Linked DNA regions of Danio rerio: region 1 is linked to region 2. A link is a contact called in public Micro-C data. All regions are on one chromosome and are shown on one strand. The core of a region is the stretch at or near the end of the contact, and the rest is flanking DNA. Distances in the headings are between cores, read along the strand shown. Region 1 holds the start of gpx1b (glutathione peroxidase 1b). Region 2 holds the start of parp3 (poly (ADP-ribose) polymerase family, member 3).

Region 1 (5,781 bases), core at 169-2,668, 290 kb before region 2:
AGGGACTTACTAATAATTTTCACTGAACATTGTTTCAGTCAGGTTGTCAATGTACTTTTTTTAATTCAAATTTTTAAAAATTGTTTTCTGGTAAATGAAAAAATACAAATACATATAACACTGAATGATCACAAATGTAAAGCCAGGATGTATCCAGTGGTTAATATGGACAAAAGTACAATATTATAAAGAAAACCTGTTACAAGACATCATCGCATAAGACCAAAAAGTCCTCCCACACTGGGATACATTGTCCTTTTTGCGTCATTTGTATTAAACGTTCATACAAAGCTGTTTTAGTCGTTATATTGAGCCATTTTTTTAACTTTAGAATTTTGGGAGTTTTCCAGTATTTCTAAATGGCTCTAGCCGTTACCTAAATCCTCACCATGATTACTGTGAACTTTCTTTTTGTAATATTTGGTTCCCTACCTCCCAGTAAGCATAACCTTGGTGACAGTGGCATTACTGTGGTATTAATACAGTGGTATTAATACATTATTGTTCCAAGCCATTTACTCATAATATTTAGGATTTGGTGCCAAAAAGGCTGAACTAGTAAACAGTCCCAAATACAATGAATAAATACACCTCTGTCTTTTTGACATTTCCAACAAACATTATTATTATTTGCCAAGCCCATTCTATTGAGTTTGACTAAATACTTTTCCATTCCTCATCCCCTATTCATTGCAATCGGAATGCCTTCAAGTGTATGCAGTCGTTGCTGAGCATGATTGTTCTCAATGTATAATTTAAAATTAGCATATTGTTATTATTACTACTAGTCGTGGTGGTAGTACTAGAAGGAGGAGGAGAAGAACCTTTTTGTTTTAATTATAAAACTAATTAAACGGAGTAGGAGTAAGTCTTATTACAATAAAGTTTTCCAAACGTTGCTTTTTTAAATTTACTAGAAATTTTAATCAATGAAAACAATTAGGTGCAAATATAAAATGTAAGCAAAATCATAGTTTAAGATCAACCCAATAATGATCAATAAAGGTTTTATTAAAACCGATGACTGATTAAAATAGGCTAGAGATGAACCAGCATACAGTAAAGCAGGTGTTGAGCAGGATGGCAAGGTGAGAGCTGAAGTGCGCCACAGACAGACAGACACTTGTTCTGAAGGGCTCTATCAGGAATCTCACCTGATAGCCGAACTGGTTGCAGGGAACACCCAGAACCACGAGCCCCTTCTCCGCGAAGCGCTCGTGCAGCTCGTTCATCTGAGTGTAATCCCGGCTGGTGGTTCCTCAGAGCGAAGCCACATTCTCGATCAGCACCACCTTGCCTTGTAAAGAAGAGAACTTGAACTCCTCTCCTGTAAGAGTTTTGGCTGTGATGTCGTAAAATGATTTAATTCCAGCCATGATTCCTTCTGTTTCCTCCTTGTCTCGCAGGTAACTGTGGATTTAGAAAAATGACACTAGTATTAAATTGTGAGCTGTGGGCGGGGCGACCGAGTCACAACACATTCCACGCCTACTTTAATACACGCCCATAGAAAGTTAGGGAGCATTAACAAACTCCCGTTTACGGTTTTAAATTTGAAAACGAAATCTTGTCTTTTGGCCTGATGACTTGTTTTATTATATAAACACACACTCATTCCCTACGGTCAATTTTAGCACACCCAATTCACATGTACCTGTATCTTTGGGCTTGTGGGGCAAACCAGAGCACCCGGAGGAAACCCACACGAACATGCAAACTCCACACAGAAATGCCAACTGATCCAGCCGAGGATTGAATCAGCGACCTTCTTCTGTGTGGCGAGCGTGCTACCCACTGCGCCACCATGTCGCCCTATATTATAATATATTACAATGATGGGTTGTGGCTGGAAGCGCAACCGCTGTGTAAAACATGTGCTGGATAAGTTGGCGGTTCATTCCTCTGTGGCGACCCTGGATTAATAAAGGGACTAAGCCGAAAAGAAAATGAATGAATAAACACACACACACACACGTATATATATATATATATATATATATATATATATATATATATATATATATATATATATATATATACACGTATATACTTACTCTCAGGGCCATTTTATATAGAAGTTGATGTTTAGCTGCACCATGTTGTGTTTTTCGTTTTATGAGGCCCAACACTCAATCCCCAACCTGGAGGACCAGGACATACATACATACATACATACATACATACATACATACATACATACATACATACATACATACATACATACATACATACATGGCAGAGGCACAAAGGTAGATGAAAAAACAATTAACGTTTTTCTTATAATATTTTATCTTTGAAAACATAATGAAATTTTATAGAAACTTTTTTGGTCCTAAAACTTTAAATAATTATGCAAAAAGGGAGACATGTATGAAGGACCCGCAATTAGCAAATTTACTTGTTGTTGCATTACCTGTGTGAAAGGAAATCTTTTTATTTTACTCCGATTGGTGCATATTCCGTACATAAGTAGTATAGTTATTCTCCATTAATTTTATTAAACTTTATTAAAGTGAAAAAACAAAAATTTACCTCTACTATTTAAAAAAATATATATAATGCAAACAGATTAGATTAAGGAAACAAGAAAAATCGATTAACATTCTTTACTTATCTGCTCACAACATTTTTTTCCCTCAAAGTTAATTAAAAATCATCCCTATGCAGTCGGAATCCGACGGTTATGAACTCTGCTGAGAATTTTACCACGACCCCTAAACTGCATGAACCACTGGCGCGGGAAGCTCTGCGACATCCTGATCCTTCAGCCTTGTCACGAAAACACATTTTTAGCTTCAGCCTTAATTTATCACCATTTACTAACACAGTATTTACACGACAAACGTTAAAGGTGAGCATCGCGACGATAAACATCAGGGTAGTACTTTGACTCAAATACAGTCATTGCGTCGAGTTCGTCGGGTGTGTAATTTAGCACTTGCTTTCTCAGTCTGTCACGAATTACGTTAATTATTGTTTACAGTCCTCAGAGAATGATTATAGGATTGATTGTCTGCACTAGTACTGTCATTATTATGCTGTCATTAGTGTACACAGTGCCTCAAATTTAAAATAACCCACTTAAATCCGCATATTTGTTGTTACTCCAACAGGTAACTCAGTGTAGCATCTGTTCATTAGCATTTTCATCTGATCTAACTGAAATATGATGCGTAAGAAGAAGCGGTCATCCGTAACAGTGGATGAAGATCCCACTCTTGACGTGTCTAGTAAGTACACACTGACGCCACTTCCAAAATAAATAATGGGAATGGTAATGTCATTGGGTGGGATTACAAAGATCTCTGGAACTTTCTGATGTGTCTTGATTCATACAGAAGCAAAAAAGAGCAAGAGCAGCGGGCGATCCACAAAGTCTTCAGTTCAGGACTCCTGCCAGGACTCAGTTTTTGTTCAATTTCTGAAGGAATCAGGAGTCACTCTGACACCTGGCAGTACAGCTAATGAAATAGGTAGGATAAATTAAATATGCATTGTGTATACACTAAAGGTTGAATCACAATGAATGCATACATGCTCAACAGATCTTTAACATCTTTATTTTTTTATTTATTTATTTTTTACAGCTGTAGACCAAGTTATTTTCCAGAAGCGACTCCAGCAGCGTTTACGAAAAAGTCCCAGATTCCCCAATGTGAGGAGCTCGCCATTATATCACGTTTCAATGTGGTCCTGTTATTGACCCATGAACATTTACTGCTTGTTATTGAACTACTTCATAACTGTAACAAGAGGCAGTTCAATCATAACTTACAACTTACTGTTAAAACATATATATTTATCAATATGTGATATATACAACAATATTTATCAATATGTGGCTCTTTTTGGGTTGCCGGAAGCTGTAGAAATAACAAAATGTGAACCCTGGGGCCATTGTTTTTATTTACATCCTGCAGAATGGTATATAAGATGCTTTATTTGTGCCTACTTGTTGAATTGTGTCTTTTTAGATAATTCAGGAGTTTATTTCTGCGCTGGAAACATACATTGAAGACCCAGAGAGATTCAGAAACTGCCTACTGCCTTGTGTGCCGGCACCCACTTCACAGCAAGATACTAAGTAATGCACTATTTTTATTTTACTTGAACTCATCCCGATATTACATTTAAAAAGGTTTTATGTAATAAGTTGTAATAATGAGTTTTATTTTACTTGTAAATGCTTATTTTCTTCCTTTTTTTTTTATTTTTCATCTAATATCAGTTCCAGTTCTTATCAGGAGAGTCTGGTACGCTTGTTGCTTGGGATAGAAATGCTACAGGTACAAATAATCTGCTCACTTGCCTTTTAAATTATGATATCTTCCTCTTTTTTCTTATTTTACACTAACACACCATTCTAAATTGAAGTGTACATTTATTATTATATATTATATTAGGTAATATTCTAAACATAAAATTTAATTTAAGAATGCATCATTGTTAAAATTGTATTAATTTTATTGAAGTAAAAAAACAAACAACATGACAAGTAATCCATATTAATTAGAAAAACCACTGTAAAACATTTAGGAGACTTTATTTATATATTTTTGTGCTTGTAGGATGTTTATTTTTACTTACATTTTTAGACCATATTATATGTGTAATTGTATTTATTGAATTTTTAATTTATTTTGTATTAATGTTATCTGTTATGCACCTATGGTCTCAGACAGTGGTGTAGTCCTTGCTATACGCACGTAAACTCAGTATGCCTACTTTTTATGTGTATTAGCGTCTCCTTAAACTGTCTACCAAATGTATATTATTGAACTCGCATCTTAATTTCTTGCAATTGGTGCACTTGTTTAATTTGCACCATTCCCCACACTCTGATGAACACAGCAGCCTTGAGAACATTTCGTGAGAGTTTTTCGAAGATCACAACAAATCAACTGAATTATGTCTCGCTGAAACTTACAAGTAAAGTTAAAAAAAACAGCATGGATGTCCTTTTAGCACTTCTATATTTCCATTCGGCCCCCCTAAAACATTTTTTTGCGATTACCTCATGAACTGTACATCACTAAAGGACCGCCATCTGATATAAAAACGCCGGCAGTCTTCCGCTCCTCTGTTTTCAACTCATTTTTCATTTAGTCAGCAAACCACAGCTGTGAGCGCAAGGTGTGTTTATCGATAGATTGTTGGAATATCTGCGTATTATGGTATATATATATATATATATATATATATATATATATATATATATATATATATATATATATATATATATATATATATATATATATAAATATATATAAATATATATCTGGGTCTGCTAGAGTCACTATAGCTAAGCATAATTTAATTGGGATTAAAATAAATAAATTTGTTTTAATATTTTTAAACGAATAGTTCACCCAGAAATGAAAATTGTCATCATTTACTCAACCTTTACTTGTTTCAAACCGAGTTGTGTGTATATATATAAATATAAATTCCTATATATATGAGCTAATGGGCGCACATATGAGCGCAAATGCATTTGCTATTTAAACAGCGTGGCGCAACGCCTCAAAGCAACTCTTGCACCAAGCTGAAACTAGCAAAAAACTATTGCGTCGCGCCCTTGCACCACATTGCGCAAGGTGTATGATAGGGCCCATAGACTTTTGTCATTTCTTTGCCTACTTTTAAAGTTTGGATTGGGTGGGTAATAGTACACAACCTTTTTTTTTTAGGACTACACTACTGGTCTCAGAGTAATGCAATTTTGATTATCTGTATGTCCTGTACGTGTAGTTGAATTGACAAAGCTGACTTTGACTAAAT
Region 2 (6,187 bases), core at 72-2,571:
AGTATTCAGAAACTAACAATCTATTTGCATTTTTACATTTCCAGGGTTTACAAAGAATAGTTTGAAAAATAGAAAATATAGTACGTACACCAGCTCTCTGGACAAAAATGCCTTGTTGATGCTAGAGAAGGATGGCCATATGGGCTAAAAGAAAGAGTGGCATGACAGAAACTCACATACAGTAAACACTTATTACAACAGCTGACACCTGCAGACTGAACAATACATTTATAAAGCAGATGAGCTACAGCAGCAAAAGAGACACATGTGACACTACTGTCAGACATGAACACCAAACTGAGGCCACAAATCACAAAGGGTTCCCTAAAATTAGACAATAAAAGATTTGGCAAAGGGCGGTGCAGTGGGTAGTGCTGTCACCTCACAGCAAGAAGGTCATTGGTTCGGGCCTCGGCTGGGTCAGTTGTCATTTCTGTGTGGAGTATGTTCGCCCTGTGTTCGCTTGGGTTTCCTTAGTGCTCCGGTTTCCCCCACAAGTCCAAAGACATGTGGTATAGGTGAATTGGGTAAGCCAAAAATTGTCCGGAGTGTGTGTGTGTAATTAGGTGTGTATGGGTGTTTCTCAGTGATGGGTTGCAGATGGAGGGGAATCCGTTGTGTAAAACATTTGCTGGATAAGTTGGTAGTTCATTCCGCTATGGCAACCCCTGATTAATAAAGGGATTAAGCTGAAAAGAAAATGAATGAAGGTTGGACAGAAATGGTGCCTGGTTTGCCAACAACATGGATAATTATTATTATTAAATTATTAGCCCCTTTAAGCTATTTTTCTTCGATAGTCTACAGAACAAACCATTGTTATAGAATAACTTGCCTAATTACCCTAACCTGCCTAGTTCACCTTTTTAACCTAGTTAAGCCTTTAAATGTCACTTTAAGCTGTATAGAAGTGTCTTGAAAAATATATATATGTATGTATGTATGTATGTATGTATGTATGTATATATATATATATATATATATATATATATATATATATATATATATATATATATATATATATATATATATATGCATATATAAAATATAATTTGTCACACAGAGAATCTGAGTATTTGAGGAAAATGAATATTGAATAAATAGTTTTTTTTAACGTTTATAACGTTGTTAATATAAATTAATATAGCCTATGGTAATATGTATAATTATTATTATATATAACTCAAACTGTAAATTATATAGCCTATCTAGTATTAACTTAAAGTTTAGTCCGGTGGCAATTGTTGTATGTTGTAGTAAGCTACAGTAACGTAGGGAGGAGTGTGATTGTGACGTACACTGTCGGAAACACGGAAGTTCAGTCTGCAGACAGTGTCGAACAGTGAGAGTGAATCTGCAAACTTTCCCTGTACCGCCAGTATCAGGTCAGTGCCTTTTTATCCGACTGGTTATAAAATATCGAATCATATTTATCGGCGACGTTGCTTTTACTATATACATTTCGATAGTTACACGTGAAGCTGAAAATGCCAGTATGCGTCAAGAACCCATTTTAATCGCACGCCTGTTACACTAAACGCAAAACATTGTCACGCTGCGATTGTAAACACTTGACGTTTGTCATATGGCATGAAATCCTAAACATATTTGGTCAGTTAATAAATGCTCTCTCGTTGAATAGACACACCCCCGTGGTTTCTATAAACGAATTTGCAGTGCAGATAAGCTGATAGGCTGCCAGGAGCATCCACGTCACTTACTGTAAATCCGGCATGTCTCCACATGTCCCAGCAGTGCTGTGGTGATTTGGTGTTAGTTCACATCAAGGTTCACATTGAAATCAAGGTTTGCTGTTAGTTTAAATACCATTAGAGCATGCAAGATGTGACTGTTTCAGCAGAACACTATTTAACGTTAGTAGTTTTAGCTGTAAGTGTGGTTGTTAGATTCATAATATTCAAGTTAATGTCTACTGACAATTTAAAAGTAAAAAAAAAAATACTTTAGATGCAGTGAGGTTCTACACTCACCGGCCACTTTTTAAGGTACATCTGTCCAACTGCTTGTTAACGCAAAGTTCCAATCAGACAAGCACATGGAAGCAACTCACTGCATTTAGGCATTTACACATGGTCAAGACGATCTGCTGCAGTTCAAACCGAGCATCAGAATGGGGAAGAAAGGTGATATTAGTGACTTTAAACAAGGCATGGTTTTTGGTGCCAGACGGGCTGGTCTAAGTATTTCCGAAACTGCTGATCTACTGGGATTTTCATGCACAACCATCTCTAGGGTTTAAAGAGAATGGTCTGACAAAGAGAAAATATCCAGTAAGCGGCGGTTTTGTGGGCGCAAATGCCTTGATGATGCCAGAGGTCAGAGGAGAATGGTTCAAGCTGACTTGTTCAAGCTGATAAAAAGGCACTCAAATAACCACTTGTTACAACCGAGGTATGAAAAAGAGCATCTCTGAATGCACAACACATCCAACCATAAGGCGGATGGGCTACAGCAGCAGAGGACCACACCAGGTGCCACTCCTGTCAGCTAAGGAACAGGAGTGGAAACTGAACAGGAAACTGAGCCTACAATTCGCACAGTCACCAAAATTGGACAATAGAAGGTTGGAAAAACATTGCTTGGTCTGTTGAGTCTCGATTTCTGCTGCAACATTCAGATGGTAAAGTCAGAATTTGGTGTCAGCAACATGAAAGCATGGATCCGTCCTACCTTGTATCAACGATTCAGGCTAGTGGTGGTGTGGTGTAATGGTGTGGGGGAATTTTTTGGCACAATTTAGGCCCATTAGTACCAATTGAGCATCGTGTCAACGCCACAGCCTACCTGAATATTGTTGCTGACCATGTCTATCCCTTTATGACCACAGTCTATCCATCTTCTGATGGCTACTTCCAGCTGGATAAAGCGCCATTTGCAGCAACTGTGTGATGTTATCATGTCAATATAGACCAAAATCTCAGGAATATTTCCAGTACCTTGTTGTATCTTTGCCTCAAAGGATTACGACAGTAATGAAGGAAATGGGGGGTCCAACTAAGTACTAGAAAGGTGTATGGAGGAAAACAATCAGTCTATGCAAGAAACTAGTAGCTCTCAGCATTATTACATTTAATAATTTGCATATAGTCATTATTGTGAATGCACTCAGGACCATTTAACAATGCTGCAGATTAAATGTAATATAAAACTTCTAGAGTAATGCTATTACTATGACATATGTGTATTTAATTTTTTTTAAGGTTAAATAACATTACATTATATGTAATAAATAAAGAAAACAAACACATTATTTTTAGCTTGTTTATTTATTAATGAATATAACTATACACTGCATGTTCTGCATATGAGACATTGGGCTTTTTGGTCTAACTTACTGTTCTAATGATGGACAGGTGTGTTTTTGGCAGTAACCATAGATTTCCGTTATATGCCGAAACAATTATTATAACATTAAGTAAACATCATTTACCATGCAGACATTTTGTGAATGTCCTACAGTAAATATAGCAAAAAAGAATTTTGATTAGTAATGTGCACTTCCGTTAGTAAACTTTAAAGGCTATTTCAGTGTTTTGATTATTTTTTAACTCACAGATTCCATATTTTCAAATAGTTGTATCTTCTGAGCTGTACATTATTCATTCTAACAAACATCAGTGGAAAGCTTATTTATTCAAGTTTTGTAAGATGTATAAATCTCAATTTCGATAAAATGTACCCTTATAACTGGTTTTATGGCACACTTTATGACACACTTTAATTGCTGATTAAGACTTTATTGAATGTTTAATATATTATATTTTAAAATCATATGATTGATTATGAAAAAAGAGGACAAAGATGGCACCCAAGAGAAGGGCAGCATCGAGCACCAAAGCTGGAGGGAAGAAAGTCAAGCAGGAGACGCAGCCTGAAGCTCCACCCAAGGACAAATTCACTTCCGCCAAAGAGGCCCTGAAGGCAACAGGATCGCAGGTGAAGGGCACAAGGAACCCAGACAGCGTATGTCATCTGTCAAATGCTGAGGTGAGACTGAACAAATGTTTAAGTCTAGTTTACCACTAAATTAAGTTAATAACTACTTTTTTACACAAATGAAAACATTTTTATTACACTCTTGATTAAAATCGGATTCACCTAAAACTATTGACCTTATTCTTGACGTATGAGTGGGTGCAGCCATTGGAATTTTTGTTGGCTCCAGTCTCATTCACTTTCATTGGTTTTTAGATGTTATAAGGTGCTTGTTATGCTGCTTAATTTTGCAAACACACATTTTTTATTACTTTATTCTGCTTTTATGTAGTCATGAACACACTTGTTTGTAAGGGAAATAGTTTGACCGTTTTTCTTTATTATTCCTTGTCATTTCAACTTTAGGCAATTGAATTGGAAGTTCTGAAACAATCGCAAAAATGTGCACACTTCTGCATTGTAGAATAATGTCATTAAGATTTAAAAATATTTCTAAAGAGATCAAAAAGTAAATCCACATAAATTCAGTGATCAGTCAAGATTTATGAAGATCACTTTAAATGGTGAACCGATGTTATTTTGTTTTTTATTCATGTGCGATAAACATTGATAAGCAAACATAAGTAGAAGCTCAACCATCTGTTCATCTTATGAAGCAGGCATGTCTGTTTAGGAGACTTGGATTAAAATGCTTAATTTAGTTGCTTTTAGAAAAGAAGCATTTTCTATGAATGGGCTTTAAATGGAGGAACAGAAGTCTCTCAGATGTAAAATATATGTATTTGTGGTGATGAGAATGACTAGACTTCTTATGGATTGTAATTAGGGATGTATTGTTTGACAGTTTTTCCGTGATTCGTATGGATCACAACCCACAGTTCAGAACACACATGACCCACTTTTTATTATAATTTTTTTGCTTGTAGATTAACACTAAATTTGTAACGGTTGCAGAGAGATCGCCTCTCGCATCATTTACATCATATTTATGAAAGCATTTAGGCTTTCCTGTAAAGTATAATGATGATGGAAGAAGCTGTGGTAGGTTATTCGTGATGTGGTGGGTTTCTTAGGTTATTAAAGTTGTTTTCTATCACTACTTGTTTATTCTGCATCAATGCATTCAGTGTAAGCTACATGATTAATCATTAAAAGATCGGAATCTCTACACCCACGCAACATTCAAATTGCTGCATTCAAGTCTGTGATTAAAAATTGCAAAAATCAAGAAAGATAGTCAGTTTCTAGAGCTAGTTTTGAATTAGTTATGAAGTTACAAACAGTCAAAAAACACAGAAGTACTGGGATAACAGTAATCATGTGCTCAAAAATGAAAATTGTAGGCTGCAGTTATATTATTTAACCAAAAGGTGGTGACAACCAAACATTAAAAATATGCCACTAAATAATTTTTCAAAAATTACATACTGTATCTAGCAATAAAACATGAAGTTTTATGAGTGATTATGTGAATCATTTATTGAAAATAATACTTAAAATTAATATAAATTGTACAAATTATAATGTTAGATTTACACATTTAGTATCATCAGCAACAGTTGTAGTAACTAAATTTTTCACAGTACTAAATATTTTACAATTACATTTTTTAAAATAAAATTACAGGTTCTAAGTTCTGTTTGTTAAAATAAAAACTTTCTAGCAGTACTGTTTTTGTAATAAATGGAAAGCAAATTACATTGGTCTTCTCCCCTTTTTGATTCATCCGAAAAATGGTGTGATTCGTGACTAAAAGACCATTTTCTGATCCAAACTATGAGATCTGTGATCCGTTAAACCACTAATTGAAATTAAAAATTATGTCAGTAATTGAAATTAATTAACCCTTGTTTAAACTTCCATTGATGCATTCAGATTTTTTTTCTGTTGTACATAAAAGCTTGACCTGATTCAAAGAAAAATCTTGTGTGATCCAAACCAACAGGTTCACGAGGATTACGACTGTATGCTTAACCAAACCAACATAGGAAACAACAACAACAAATTCTATGTAATCCAGGTCTTAGTGTCTGGAGGGAAGTACTACTGCTGGACAAGATGGGGAAGAGTGGTATGCTTCTTTATTTCTGTTTTTTGTACAACTTGATGTAACTTCTAATGAATGACTTGGCTTTTCCATCTTTCACCATTTGCAGGGAGAGTCGGGCCAAAACGCTTTAGCTGGTCCATCTGCCGCTGATGCAGCCATTAAGAGTTTTGAGAAGAAATT

Evidence for each region. Hi-C and Micro-C count contacts between places; a contact is called where the count stands out from the background.
Region 1: a contact with region 2 is called in a Micro-C map of caudal fin, with 4 times the contacts expected there. The contact joins the promoter of gpx1b here to the promoter of parp3 in region 2. A contact is called at or near these places in 2 of 18 Hi-C or Micro-C datasets (caudal fin and an unstated tissue) and 1 of 4 datasets of contacts at active chromatin or transcription factors (embryo).

The regions. Positions count from the first base shown.
Region 1 is chr6:44,883,677-44,889,457 of GRCz12tu, reverse strand. It overlaps gpx1b (glutathione peroxidase 1b), which reads right to left and starts at 1,418. Exons shown (of 2, transcript NM_001004634.2): 1 at 1,155-1,418. The coding sequence starts at 1,376. It overlaps fancd2 (FA complementation group D2), which reads left to right and starts at 2,731. Exons shown (of 45, transcript NM_201341.1): 1 at 2,731-2,851; 2 at 3,114-3,230; 3 at 3,339-3,473; 4 at 3,588-3,655; 5 at 3,975-4,084; 6 at 4,229-4,286. The coding sequence starts at 3,167.
Region 2 is chr6:44,593,188-44,599,374 of GRCz12tu, reverse strand. It overlaps parp3 (poly (ADP-ribose) polymerase family, member 3), which reads left to right and starts at 1,321. Exons shown (of 11, transcript NM_200501.1): 1 at 1,321-1,385; 2 at 3,814-4,008; 3 at 5,903-6,028; 4 at 6,114-6,187. The coding sequence starts at 3,823.